Linked DNA regions of Zea mays: region 2 is linked to region 1. A link is a contact called in public Hi-C data. All regions are on one chromosome and are shown on one strand. Each heading gives the region's core, a stretch centred on a gene start, on an enhancer-like site or on the middle of the called end of the contact. The rest is flanking DNA. Distances are from core to core; before and after follow the strand shown.

What was found. Hi-C and Micro-C count contacts between places; a contact is called where the count stands out from the background.
Region 2: a Hi-C map of tassel shows a contact between it and region 1, with 2.4 times the contacts expected there. The contact joins the promoter of LOC100286375 here to the promoter of LOC100192640 in region 1. A contact is called at or near these places in 2 of 25 Hi-C or Micro-C datasets (ear and tassel).

Annotation. Positions count from the first base shown.
Region 1 is chr3:147,821,796-147,826,170 of Zm-B73-REFERENCE-NAM-5.0, reverse strand. It overlaps LOC100192640, which reads left to right and starts at 1,842. Exons shown (of 1, transcript NM_001137854.1): 1 at 1,842-3,102. The coding sequence starts at 1,982. The coding sequence ends at 2,263.
Region 2 is chr3:148,500,363-148,504,737 of Zm-B73-REFERENCE-NAM-5.0, reverse strand. LOC100286375 (40S ribosomal protein S10) reads right to left here and starts at 1,908. Exons shown (of 5, transcript NM_001159262.2): 1 at 1,824-1,908; 2 at 1,683-1,731; 3 at 1,227-1,509; 4 at 822-957; 5 at 26-270. The coding sequence starts at 1,826. The coding sequence ends at 202.

The DNA of each region.
Region 1 (4,375 bases), core at 593-3,092:
GAAGGTCCTTGTTTTTAATTGTGTTGTCTCGCTTTGATGTCTTTCAAGAATTAAAACGAGTGACCAACAATACATAGGGGTGGTAATGGATCGTGAACCAAATGCTTCTTCACAAAATAGTAGGGCACTAAATAAATTTTAGTTCAAAAATGAATAGAAATAGGACCCGATCCTAATCCGATCCGATCATTAAATTTTATAGTGTAAAATTTGGAGCACATTATCAACCCTAACAATACACCCATCTATGGTCTTAAAAGTTCTATGATTGCTTCTTGTACACATTCTAGATCATCTTTATTCAGATCATACTTAAATTGTGGCCATTATTAAAAAAAGGTGCCTATCCTATAGGTTCACATTTTTTTCTTAATTATGCTTGAACTGAGATTTAGTGTTTAAGAAGAGATGCCAAGCTACTGGTGATCGATTGCCAAGTGATCTCAAGCAACTGGGAGTGCATGGCCATGGTGAAATCTTCATCACCACGATACCTCCACATCTCTTTATTATTCCACTTTTACTTGCCCACAACTTTTCAACTCTGATCAACCCAACTCCTTATGATTTGATCAGGAAGAAGATCCCCTTGCCAGTTTGGTAAAGGATATCATGGGAGTTAGGAGGATTTCGTTTATCACGAATCTGTATCTAGAGGAAGAAGCTCCAATAGAGAACATCGACGCTACTGTTTTTGAAATAGACATTTCTTTTAGAATACCTCTTCAAATACATATCTTTTCCGGAGTGATCTCATCAAGATTGGATAGGGAAATAAAAATGGGTTGAGGCAAAAGGAGGGGGGCATGGGATGGGTGTAGTCTTTATTTATCTATCCCTATCTTCAATTCAATTGTCCAAACATGGAATCAAATTATCCCACCCTTATTTCCCACTTCCCAAATTGAAGGCCATGTTGACCTAGAAAAATTTGGGCATAATCTGTTGTTAAACTCTACCAATGTATTGAAAGAAAATGAGTTCCCTAAAAATATCAAAAGCGGATCGCATTTTGAATAAAATGAATGCAACTAAAACGGGCAACAAAAAAGGCTTAAACACGGGATCAAAATACTTAGAACAAGCTTTTGAAAATAAATATTGTATGTTGGTGGCAACAAGTCGTTTTACAACAATTATAAAACGATACATAAAATGCTAACAAAAAACTAGATAGACCCACACAACATACAATTGTTTGTGCGTAACACAGCTAGGTTGGGCATGTTAGCCGGGACCAACTTTGGAGATGTCGTAGTGCTCGCTGAGCTTAGCCAGGTACTGGTTGAAGTCCTGCATGCGGTCCCTGTGTGACTTATTGGCGAATTTGGCCATCTTTTGCATGTCGATCTTATGCTTCTGTTCCATATAGCGGCGCTCTGCTGGTGTGAGATGGTCATAGTTAGGATGTGGATTCCCTTCATCTCCATTCTTATCAGATTCAGTCTGAGACGACTCCTCACGCTGGTACTTCTTCTTTTTCTTTACTCCACCATCTTTCACGTCTAGCGCTTTACTCTTCAGCTTCAGTCATCTCCCCCAACGACGTTTTGGTATCCTAACATCTTGGTGTAACAAAGAAATCGAGTAAAGTTGTAGAGATACTACCGTTGAACACGAGAGACGGAACTGCGGATGTTGTATCATAGAGACTGAACCGAAGTGATTGCACGATAAATATATATTACCTAGTCACACGGGATTGAAGCGTCCAGAGTCCGTGTCCGAGCTCCTGTTCCACGCAGTGTCCGTGTTCGTGTCCGAGTCCGAGCTCCTGTTCCAAGCGATTTTTGGCCGTTGAGCACTCGCCGCTGGGTCCTGGCGCATTGTGCAGTTCAGTCTTGTGGTTGTGGGGAACAGTATTTGTCCGAGGCCCATCCTCGCGCGGTGCTCCCGTGCAAGGGCAGGTTCTCTCCTGCGGGCTGCGGTGCTGTGCGGCGGTCGCCAAACTCGTCGTGCTGCGGCGGTCGCCATCCTCGTCATGCTGCGGCGGTCGCCAAACTCGTCGTGCCTGCAGTCGGATTTGGCTCCACGAGTACGACTACGTCTCGCCCCTCATCCATCTGCTCCCTGCGGCCATGTGGAATCCCCTCCTCTTCCCTCTCCAAAAAATCTGCGACCGGTCTTCTCACCGTTGAGCACTCGCACAGCGCCGTCGTCCTGCTGCTGCTGTTCCAGGTCATCGTGTAGGTACCGCCAACCACCTATATCTGGCCTTCGACAGCGGATTTCATTTCCCCTCTCTCGGTTCTATAGGGCCTAGCTGCGAGGGGCTCCTGTTCCCTCTGGAATCCATCGCCGAGCCCCCAGTGTATAGGGCTAGCCAACGTATAGTTTCTCTGCTCCGATCTGCTCACCGATTGTTCGCCATTTTTTTTGTGTCCTTTGTAGGGCTCTTCTGCTGCGGATCGGGCCAAAGCGCGGTAGTCTGGAACGTGTGTTGCTTTTATCGTGTGCAACGTTCGTAGGTGAGCTGCCCGTTCGAGCGTCGTGGTTCTGAGTGTTCCATGTCGTCAATGCTCTACTCCGTGCTCTGGCCATGTAGGTTTTCCCGTCTTTGTTTCTATATGGTTGTCATTTTTGGCCTCGGTGTCTTCTATATGGTTTCGATAAATTAATTGGTTTACTGGCGCTTTCACTCATCTTTGCCCGTGCTGAAAAATGGTCTGATTTGCATCCGTGAATCTCTAATCAGGTTATGTGCAGATTCTTAGAAAACAGTGAAGTTGGAAATATTGGGAGAGTTATGTTGCCAATAGCAGATGCCTACACTCAGCGCAGTTGGCGGTGGGCAAGTCCAAAGAGGCCGACGAAGCGGTGGCCCTGAAGCTGGAGAGCCGAGCTGCGCGCGCCACGAACCCTGGCTGCAGAATATAACCGAGTTATTATCGAAGAAGCGAGGAGAGACACAGTGGGATGAGCGGCGGCACTGTCATTGTCGCCGCTTCCTTCACCATGTACCATGTCATTTTGTCGAACGCAGCGGTTGCTTTTTCTCAACGTGGAGAAGGCGATGCCTAGGTTCTAGAATAATATAGTAACATATAGGACCGAGTCGTCCATTCCTGTTATAGGAAAGAAAAATGTGAAGCATCTTTGGCCATTGGAACGTGATCACGCGGCAAGGAAAAAGATCCAAGCGCCGCCTCTCCCTCCCACAGCTATTGATCCAAACGCGCTCGACCTCTGGAAGCATCGTGATGTCGACGTGCGGAGTTGTCGAGAGGCTATACAGGATAATGTCCACTCGATGTTCATCGTTTTGGTGCCAAAAAAATAGCGAAGTGGATACTCTAGCCGGCGAGCTTTGCTCCCGGCTGTAATATATAGGAATGTGTAGTCTCTTGACCTTAGTGTATTTTCTCTGGGTTATAGGGTTCTTGTAAAGTTACCACATGTACTTTTGCCCTTTTAGACCCTATGGAATAGTAAACTTACTATTTTCTACTCTTCTCTAAGATCTAATTTGGATGCTCTAGTATTGACTCATATACATATGTATTGAGGTGTATTGGGGTGTAACTTAAACTAATTTACACCTCAATCCACCTCAACACATATGGATTGGAGTCAATACTAGAATAGTCAAACAAAGCCTAACATGGTAACAGAGCCAAGCTAGGAAGCTAGGATTGGCTCCACATAGCTGTCGCCGTCAGCCACTGCACCACCATGCGCGTTTCTCGGCGTCCGCGCTCGTCCCTGCCCCGACCGGCGGCTCGCCCTGCGCCGCCACGCCCCCCTCGCCTGCACTCTCGTCTCTCCGTGAGCACCGCTCCCCTCGCCTGCACGCGTGTCGTGGCGTCTGTGTGAGCTCCGCTCGGACCACGGCTCGGCCCCGCCCGCAGCTCGCCCTGCACTGCCGCGTGCATCGGTGTCAGTGCGCTAGGTCCCCGCCTGCAACGTGCCTGCTCGCCTCAGCGCTCCTGCCTGCGTGTGCTCCTGCCTCCACCAGCTCCGAGCATCAGCCGATGTGTCGTCGGTGGTGCAGCTCCGCCGCGCTCCATCTCCTTTATTGTTGGTGCTCGACCCGGTTGTTCCGCTGTCTCACCCCAACAGCAGCTCTTCTGCCTTCTGTCGTGTACTCCATATCTCTAAACATGGCTGCTCCTCGTTCCAACCCACTTGTGCAACTTCCATCCGTCACCTTCGCTGGCACCAACTACCGGGAGTGGTCCACTATGCTTCATGTGTGTCTCAATAGCCACCGCTCTCTACATCTCCACCTTGGAGCTCCCTAGCTCTATTCGACAGCAGGATTCCTCTGTCGATGCTTTCTATCGCGAGCTGACTAAGGTGTGACGCCAGCTTGACTCGTTGGAGCCACCGTACTGTCGGATTTGTCCCTTTGTGTCCTTTGGCAGAGGCACAACAA
Region 2 (4,375 bases), core at 659-3,158, 680 kb before region 1:
CAAAACAGGGGGCAATAGCACCATCGATGCGAATGATGACTTGCTGCTTTAATAATTTAATGTAACAAAAAAAGGAGGATCACAAAACCATGTCAAGCCACGGCAACAGCTCGGTAAACCAAAATCTCATTGTCCTCAAAAGTTCAAAGATCAACAAACATGTGCCTATCCTGAATCAATTTTCCCGCTTAAGTTGATAGATCACTCCATGGAAGATCCACTGGCACCAAAAGCGCTGCCGCCACCACGGCCGAAGCCAGGTCTGCTACCCTGAAAAAAAAGAAGAGAAAACATTGGAGTCAGTTCACAAGCTATATTTGCTTGCATTAGCAGCAAGAGCACTGTTAGCAGTCCAGAAATGTTTAAGAAAATGCTGTATTTACAATGACTTGCCACATAGAGGTCAAAAAGAATATCCCACCTGCTTACCAACAGCAAACCACACTACCATAACTTATAAAGGCAGTTTGGAGTTTACCAGCACAAAGACATGAACATGCATGGATATACCAAAGGGGCTCAAGCGGATTACTACACACAAACTTAAGTACTCCCTCGGTTCAAATTATAAGACACTTTGACATTTCTAAATGCATCCCTTTTATTATGTAACTAGACATACTGTATATCCAAGTGCGTAGCAAAAACCACGAATCTAGAAAAAAAACATCTAATAATTTGGAAGAGAGCGGGAGTAACAAAGCTGGACAAGTTGTGCAAAAAATAAGCTTGTTTTCTTGAAACGAACTGGACATTTGTGAGTTAAGAAACCAATGTAAACAAAAAAATATGTGAGATGCGCGCAGTTTTCTAGAACTTACCCTAAAAGATGGCTGGAAATCCGCAGGAGCACTACCCTTCTCACCACCAAAATCACCCATTGCACCTCGTGGACCTCCTCTGTAACCATCCCTATCCCCAAACCTAGGTCTGTCTTCCCCAAAGCGAGGGGGACCCCTGTCAAATAAACATAATAGGTAAGTAACCATGGCTTCATGGTGAAACTCTACTAGCAATCCAGGAATATGATATAATGTACAAAAGTAAATGTAGAAGCCTTATGGCAATTTCAAAATTAGATGCATACGAAACAAAATTTGTAGGCTCTGGAACAATTCACAATGACTGTCAAAATAGCAGGCAGCAATGACGAGTTCAATTATCATCATGTGAAAATCTGGTGTCAGAATACAGAACTGCAAACAACTCTAGTGTGACAAATGTACCTGGGGCGGTCACCCGGTGGGCCAGAGCCAAAGGGACGGGACGGGGGCTTGGAGGACTTCTTGAGGGTGTTGGGCACAACCTCTGACGGCAGGTTGAGGAAGCTGCGGAGGTGCTCAATGCCATCGTTGGTGAGGTACCAGTAGTAGTACTGCCAGGAGAAGGTCTCCCTGACATACTCCTTGGACTTGAAGCTCTGCATGAGCTTAATCACCTCCAGGTTGGGCACGTCAAGCTTGGGGTGCTTGGCCAGGTTGTAGTCCTTCTTGGCATATAGAACCCCCTCTGCAACATAAAGTTGAACGGTTCTCAATCTAAGACAAGGACGGGCTTGGGTCGTACACGATCCGAATATTGCTAATGCTTGTAATGTCTGAATTGGTATCTAAATCTAATGAAATAATCTTATATTGGGCGCGCCTAGGGGGACGGGCGAAGAGGGAGGAGAAGGAGCTCACCATGGAAGATGTACTTGCAGATCTCGCGGCGGTTCTTCTTGGAGATGATCTGCGAACGGAGGAAGGGATGGAAATCACGTTAGAAGAAGCATTGGTAATGAACCAACAGACGAGGTAATGGAATCGATGAGAGGCGCTCACCATGGTGAATGAAGGACTCGCGGCGGCGACGGCGTGACGGCTGGGAGTGTTGGGCGGGGGTCGAGGAGCGGTGGCGCGGACAGAAAACCCTACATTTGTGGCGAGTTGGTATATAGGGAGAGGCGGACCTGGGCCGCACGGGTCCCTCTCTTCGTTACAGGTTGAAGTCGGCCCATTTCCATAAGACGTAGTAGGAAGTAAGCTGGGCTAGGCATTGGGCCTGTGAAATGCGGGAGGACATTCTCATCGGAATTCAGATTCAGATGTCGCTAGGGTAGGAGATAGATTAGTACTTAGAGCGACTTTAAAAAAACCCTAAACTAACCCCAAAATTAATATTAGAGAAATATTCGCTTTTTAATTAGTCTAACAGATCTTTTTTTATCCCGAAAACTTCACGTCCCTTATTTACAGCCTCATTTCCCTCATATTTGCTCGTCCCTCGTGTGGACGCCATCGACACCCGTCCTGTGACGCTAGCTACGAGCCTACGACGAGTGCAGGGGCCGAATGAATGGAGGTAGCTGGATGGAGGGAGACAAGACAGCTACATTAGGTAGCCGGACATACACTAACTTTAAAAAATACAGAAACATATGTAATATATATATATATATATATATATATATATATATATATATATTCGTCTGAAATAGCAATGTTCATTTGTAGAATTCTCTTATAATAATTTCTTTTCATGATACCCCACTATTCTGTCTCGTATAAGGACTCAATGTCTTTGGATAGAACCACAATATTTCTTTTTATCATCGGACTCATCCGCGTCAGTTGTTTAATATTTTGCGGATTGCTGAAGTAACAGTTTCTTCCATCCCTAAAACTTTATTTTAGTATGTCCCTTGTGATCAGTTTTTTTTAAAAAAAAAATATCATTTCCTTTTGAAGTTGCTCTTACTGCTGCTTATATACTCGAGATGCATGGCTAGTCTAGTCGCATCGTACATGGGGCCTACACATCAACACATGTATGATGATGACAGGATGATTGGCAATGTTGTGATCGATGTGAAGACTGAAAAAAGAAAAAAAAAGATCAACTTTTGCTCCTGGTCAAGGAGCAAAGAGATGCAAAGTATGCAGACCACACAACAAGTAGTCGACAGTGACGGCGTTTAACTGAAACAGCCAGCGAGGCGTGTACGTGATCGATCGACGCAAAGAAAAGCTTTACTTTCTGGAGCTAGTCATGGGCCGCGGCCTAGTACTTGCAGCTTCAGTTTCTCCTCCACATCCGTCACCTCGCTCCGCGTCGCTTTCAGATAGGATAGGAGACAGTGCGTGCTACTTTGAACTCAGTTTGTGTCTGCATCAATCGATGACTGGATGGATGAGAACCAACTGTACGTCTAAATAGAGATGCAAACGGACCGTTCGGCCTAAGCCCGTTAAAGTCCGGCTCATTTTAAATTCGACCCACTGGGCACGGTTAGAAAAACGGATCAGATCAGGCCATTTAAACCTGCGGGCTCGTTTTTCTGTCCGAGTCCGGCCCGCAACGGGTCTAAACGGGCCGGACCGGTAAGCACGAAAAAAGCGGGCAAAAACGTGCTTAGCGGACCACTAAGCATGGTTTAGTGCAAAAAGCGAGCTTGACAGACTTAGAGTTAAACGGATCGTGCCGGGCCAGCCCGCCGTGCTTAGTTTTCTGTCTGGACCTGGCCTGCTTATTCCTGCCAAGCCGACCCGGGTCCGTATAAAACCGAATCGTACCGGGCTCATGGGCCTCGTACTTATTGGCCATCTATACGTCTGATCGACTATCGATCCAAGTGCATGTGTGTTTCATTTGGGTTGTTGCCGCTGCTGCTTCTTCAAGTGGAGTATTCTTAAGCAGACTGATACAACATAATAACCAGATAGAAAAGGACGACTCAAAGGCTGGATTTTATTAGTGTGTGTTTGGTTTTAGGTTAAAGTAGGATGAGACGAGAATAACATCGTTTGCTCGATTTTTTAGGATCACGTCGCCAAAAAAAATACTTCGCTGTTTACTTTATCATCGTATGACTCTCATTTAAACATTATAGTGGGAAAGCTCGAGGAAGAAATTTGGACAAAAGCTGCTGCCGCTGCTTCTAACAAACACAGACTAGACTAGCCAGCAGGGAAGGCAACCACCAGTCCAGGTGTGATGGATATAGATATGTGTGTCGCTATTGCCTGCCTGCACGTTCACCACCGTGCCTCGACGACTTCTTCCCGTCCAGCGCGTGCATCTCGAGCCCATGGTTTAGAGACTGAAAGACGCCTTTAAACTGTCGACGATTCAGACTGAAAATGGCTGGAGCTCTCCTCCTCTCGTCTTGAAGCTGGGAGGAAAGTCATCGTCGTCTTCGTGGTTGCAAGACTTGTCAAATGCCAAATACAGTCGACCTCCACGTCGGCTAGGTTCCAAGTGTAAATTAAGGCCCTGTTTGGTTTCCTTAGCTAGACTAAATTTTAGTGACTAAAGTTTAGTCGCTAAGGTACCTCGTTTGGTTCCAGTGACTAAATCGGACTAAAGATCATTAATTGCTATCAATAATGACTAT